2 separate regions of the Mus musculus genome follow, and region 1 is linked to region 2. The links are chromatin contacts, called in public Hi-C maps. All regions are on one chromosome and are shown on one strand. The core of a region is the stretch at or near the end of the contact, and the rest is flanking DNA. Distances in the headings are between cores, read along the strand shown.

What was found. A called contact is a pair of places that touch in the nucleus more often than the background predicts.
Region 1: a Hi-C map of pre-B cells shows a contact between it and region 2, with 2.9 times the contacts expected there. The contact joins the promoter of Erich6b here to the enhancer-like site in region 2. A contact is called at or near these places in 19 of 39 promoter capture datasets (the 3T3-L1 cell line, the C10 cell line, the HPC-7 cell line and 11 more), 2 of 15 datasets of contacts at CTCF or cohesin (large pre-B cells and pro-B cells), 23 of 484 Hi-C or Micro-C datasets (B cells, the C10 cell line, CD8 T cells and 16 more) and 1 of 9 other capture datasets (embryonic stem cells).

Annotation. Positions count from the first base shown.
Region 1 is chr14:75,640,829-75,643,537 of GRCm38.p6, reverse strand. It overlaps Erich6b (glutamate rich 6B), which reads right to left and starts at 1,316. Exons shown (of 13, transcript NM_001369022.1): 1 at 1,250-1,316. Gm36219 (a long non-coding RNA gene) reads left to right here. Exons shown (of 6, transcript XR_383598.2): 2 at 52-194; 3 at 957-1,068; 4 at 1,204-1,694; 5 at 1,919-2,148.
Region 2 is chr14:75,068,312-75,071,106 of GRCm38.p6, reverse strand. No RefSeq gene overlaps it. Among named protein-coding and RNA genes, the nearest start is that of Rubcnl, 54 kb to the right of the region's middle. Within about 2 kb of position 1,381, at least 123 of the 459 cell types and tissues checked have an H3K27ac peak or open chromatin away from gene starts, as enhancers often do. A contact at or near this core is called in B cells, CD8 T cells, the HPC-7 cell line and 8 more, where this site is marked.

The sequences.
Region 1 (2,709 bases), core at 67-2,566, 570 kb before region 2:
ACTGTACCTCTGCAAGTCTCACATCTGTCGGCACATCTGCCTCACTCACAGGATGCAATTCCACCTCAATGCCTGGCTTACTGTGAGCTCTCAACAGAAGTTTGTACACTGAATTAATGAGCTGCAGAAGAGAGGCATACAGGAGACTGACTGCAAATGGTTTGGATGTTTCATCCACCTAACCTTCCAATGGGGTGAGTGATGGGCTCAGACAGTGAAGCCAGGAGTGGATGAAGACATCGTTGAGTGAACCCTGGGACCCCTGGGCTTCCCTGGGATTCTGGAAGCAGGTGTTTAGAAAACCTGCAGGAAACAAGGGGGCAGATCTCACTTCCGTCATGGGGAGTCCTACAGTGTTCTGCGAATCTGGAACACTGCTGTCTGGAACTGTTTATAAGTCCTGTTATTTAGCTCTCTGGCAGGGCCCTTGCTGGAAGGCAGCTGCTTTTCCTCTTGAGGGGGACTACTGATGGCTGCTTCTGTTTTGCTGGTCTGAATCCACCTTCAAACATGCCAGGGACAAACTCTAGATTCCCAAAGCTTCACTAAACCCTCATGCACCAATTGCTGTAGCCTTTACAAACAGACACCCAGTGCCCTGCTGAGAATATTGTCTAGGGCTTATTTACTTATTTGCTTTCTTTTAACAAATAGGATTTCAAATATATTGGAATTTGGCCGTTGAAAGGGGGTGACTTTGAGCTTGCAGTCATCGGTACAGAACACTTGTGAAAAGCCAACCTTTGGCTTTGGCTCTGCTCCCTCTTGACCCCCCCCCCCCAGGCTAGGTAGGGGGGTGCTGTTTCTCTCAAACCTCCCAAAAGTGAGAGGCAGGGGTGGGTGAGTGGGTGGGTGGGTGGTGGTGGTGGTGGTGGTAGAAAAAACCTGAGTGACCTGCTTTGAGTCCCAGGGGTAGGCCTGGGCAAGACAAGTTTTAATTTGAGGATTCTTTTCAGTGCCTGGATTCTCTGGAGGAGACGAACCCACCCCTTTATTTGTACTGGACCAGTAGAACACCACTCTTCACAGGGGGAGGATGGTGTCAAGGCAGGAAACAGAAAGATCAAGGTAGTGCAGGAGTAGAAAAAACAAAACAGACAAAATAACAAGCAACAAAGGGGTCTGGGTACTTGGCATATCCCGTTGCTATCCTTGGACTCTGCCACCCTGGACTCTCTCTCTCCATTGCTTCTTCCTTTCCAGGGCCCAAAGGCTGGAGGAGCCCAGGCCTGGCCTTCAGAGCTCTTACCCAATCTTGGATCCTGGCCGCGAGTCAACTGCACCCTTCCAATCTCGAGTTTAAGTCGCTCTCTGTTACCATGGGAACGGAACACGCATCTCTACCACTTCTCTGTTGTTTCGGGCATTCTATACCTTGGACCCTTAGCTTCCAGTTCCCAGCCAAAGGAGGAGAGGGGAGAGGGAGAGGGAGGGAAGGGAGTCTGGCTTCTAAGGTGAAAAGATGGTAGGAGTGCCTCCCAGGGCATCCCGTGTGGACTCACCTGCGCTGGAACCCAGGACCAACATCTCTAAGCCCCTGGGTGTCACCATCAGCTCATCGGCTCCGTTGAGTGCTATCCATGAGACAGAGAGTTGCCTTTGGGAACATGCATGGGCCTGATCTGGAGTCAGGGGACAGAACCCCGGTGAAATGTACTGATCGTGACTCTAGATGGACTCGCTGGTGTTGCAGGGTGGGTTGGGATGGACGGAGAGGAGGTCAGACCAGCCGATTTGAATACAGGGGTGGGCATTTCTGGTACTTGTACAGAAGTTTCATCAGAAAGAGAGCTGGGCATTTGAAATGTGATGCTTTGTTGTGATTTCCCATTCTTAATAAGCAATTGTGTTTGCATCTAAGTTTGTAATTCCAATTCTTTCTTTTCTGAGTGAGTCTGACAAGCTGTATAAACTGCAGGTTTCTGTGACGCCTAAGCAGTCACTAGGACTGTGTGTTCCTGGCTAATAGTGCCTCCTGGTGGCCTGGGCTAGACTCCTGGGAAGAGCTGAGAACAACAACAACACAAAAGAAACTGCTGGGAAAGTAAGGGGCACAGACCCACCGGGAAACCAGTAAACAGAGAACAGTCGGTGGCCGTTTCTGCCCCTCTCCGAGGCAATGAGGAGACCCAGGCGAGGCTCATAAAGGTATTGCTGGGCAGGAGAGTGGAGAACTGATCTGGCTGCTTTGGGTATGCTTTGGGTATCAAGCAGACTCAAGGGCAGTGCCAAGGGCTGGCCTGTGAGAATGGGTATAGCTGCCCCTCCCTGCCCGCACCATCATCTCCAATGCCCTTACATGAATCTAAGTAAAAAAGTGTGCTGTATTGTGTACACACAGCTTCAAGGAAAGTTTCCAAGTCTGTCATTTCAAGCAGTGCCCTTAGCTTCAGAGTCCATGTCAGGGTTCCCTTCCTGTCAGCCTGGTGTCTGGAATCTAGGCCATTGTTACTGTACAGTCTTCCACAAGATGGCGCCCACTGGTTTTATGTAGATGGGGTCATTCCTTTGGGGAGATTAAAAAAAAAAGATTTATTTATGTATATGAGTGCTCTATCTGCATGCCAGAAGAGGGCATCAGATCCCAGATTAGATGCTTGTGAGCCACCATGCGGTTGCTAGGAACTGAACTCAGGACCTCTGTGAGAGCATCCAGTGCTTTAATTGCTGAGCCATCATCTCTCCAGCCCCTGTGGGGATTTTCTTAAA
Region 2 (2,795 bases), core at 132-2,631:
TCTGCCCCACCACACTCTGTCACCACGAGCGCCAAAAACCTCAGAAAGTGTGAGTGAAATGAGGAATTCTTCTGTGTGGTAGTTTTATTTAGGTCACAGCAACACAAAGTCTGACTGGCACACTATCTAAACCACAGCCCATTCCATACCAGCCAGCCCCAAGCAATCAGGGTACCCTTTCATTAAGAACCAGCAAGGTTCCCATCTTCAAAGTCCTATGAAAACTAAACAGACCCAAATCCTAGTCTCAGCACAGTGCTCAGTGGGAGGCTGCTGAACACACTCTTGACACACAATTCCAGGTGCCTGAATGTTCCCTGGTCCTGAAGAAACACACTAGATTTATCCCCCTCCCTCAAAGGCATGTGTCATTCTCTTATTCAAAGAGATTCTTAATTTTTTATGACATTATCTCTAAATTGGACCCTGGCCTCTAATTTACATAATTTTCAGACATCTCAGGAAATCTATTTAAAAATCCAATGGGAATTGAGTGGGCGACGGGCTCCAAGGCATAGGTAGCCAAGCCTCCCTGGCTGTAACAGTTTTCTGGTTCACTGGCAGACAGGGCTCCAGGCCTCTGCGCCGACACACTGTAGCAAATTTCAACTAGAAAGACCTTTGATACTTTTTCATCAAAAATCATACCTAAGGATTGGCGGATGCTACCTGCTTCTCTCGCCACTCAGTGAAACACTTCAAGCTCACATCTCTGTTTTACAGGTAACTTTATCAAGTAAGGAAACAGCAGACCCTGAACAGCAAGATAACAGAGCGATACATAGAAGTGTGGTTGAGCCTCTGTTACAGAACGCTGGTTTCTTTCCGCAAACCTTTTGACCCCTCCAAGTTGTACCTTAGAAGGTGACATTATTCCCCTTCCCATCCTACTGAGCCTCCAAACTGAGTCGAATCTTGGAAAATATTGACTGATCCATTATGGAGGAAACAGTATCTCCATGTGGCTACTGGAATTTTTCTTATATTCAACTCCATTTTCTGGTAGCTTAACTTTATAAACTTTTTAAATTTTATGAAGCATAAATACAGCATGAATCCCACTAAGACATGACATCCTCTACTTGGGGCTGGCCTACATGGTTTGTCTTGAGGGGGAGGGGAGGGGACAAAAAGGGAGGGGAGGGGACAAAATGGGAGGAGAGGGGAGGGGAAAGGTTTTAAAGAAAGGGAAACCTTAATGTACCAATCCTTCCTCCTCCTGTGGCTTGTTGCAGAAAAGGGAACCCTCTGGTAGGCCCTGAGAAACTGGACAGTCGTTGGCTCTCCTCAACCTTCCTTACCGAGATACTGCCTCCGAGAACAGACATAGGTGACAGGAAACATGTGGGCTTGCATGTGTCAGAACTAGCTTGAGTCTTGCAGGTCTGTATGGTTGTCCTAGTGCAAGCCACAGTATTGTGTCCCAGCCATGACAGTAACTGTGTGAACCTCCATAAATAGTCACCAAAACCCAACACTTAAGTTTATTCTGAAGAAAGCAGGTCCACCAGTCAGGGGCTGAGCTCCCCACTACAGAGGGTCTGCTGTTCCCCTCCCCCCTTGCCATGCCGTTCTTAGGGCTTCCGCAAGTTGCATCAAGCAGGATGACTGATGGGTGTTGCAAGCAGTAGAAACCACAGTCTGCCAACCCCCGTGGCCCCTCCCTGCTGCCCTCCCTCAACCCTTTCCTGGCAAATAATATCTAATATCTGGTGCAGCACAAAAGATCAATGCCTTCTGCAACGATTGTGTCTCTAAAATTAGTGATCGGGCAAGGGAAGAAAAAAAAATCAAATTCCCAGCTCTTTTAGACTACATTTGAATTGTAAGTGCCATGGTCATCAAATGCAAACTATCATCTTTGGGTCCATCTGTAAACAGAACACCTTAAAGGAGGAAACAGCAGGCTAGGAGGAAGACACTGCAGAAGCAGCCTTCCTGCTTTGACCAGCTTGTTTTTCCAGAAGATTCTGCCAGTGAATACCATAACACTACCAAGGGGCTCTCCAAGGGGCGTGTCTTGAAAAGGCGATGAAGCAGCTGCTCTGCGAAGGCAGTCACACACTCAGATGGCAGGAGTTTCCTGTTGCTGCTGTAACAACCACAAACCAGTGGCTTCGAATGAATCACGACCTTAGCAGCTCACAACTCCGAAGCTCCGAAGCTTGAAATGGGGGTCTTGGGGTTAATGCTGGTGGGTTAGTGCTGGTGGTGGCTTCCCTACTGCATGGTCAGCTGACCAGAAATGTTAATTCAACCAGGAACTCCAGTTCCGTCAATTGCGGGTTGCATGACCTCAGCGCATGCTCCAGGGATTTGGATGTAGGTGTAGGGTGAGTTTGGGGTGGGAGCCCTTTCTGTCTGCCACAGAGGGACACTTTAGCCTTCACCCTCGCCCTCCACACCACCCTCTACTCCTCGCATACCTCACCATTGACGCCACCCCCACACCACGCCTCTTCACCCTCCACCCTCACCCACTCTCCACCCGACCCGTGTCGTCCCCCCCCCCCCTTCCTCCACACCATACTTCCTTCCCAAGGCAACCTGGCTGTTTTGGCAACATCTCTACTTCAGATGGAGCCTATAGGTGGCTCATCGGGGCCCCCTGCTGAAATGCATCTTCTCTGGGGCATTTCAGGGGTGGTCAGGATGTCGACTGAGGGCAGCTAACCTCTGCTTCACGAAGAAGCATCACAACCACGACTAACAGGGATTTAGTTCCTGCGGCATGAGCAGCCATCAGGACCCTCAAACTTCTGTGCCACCTTATGAAAATTATTTTTAATAACTCT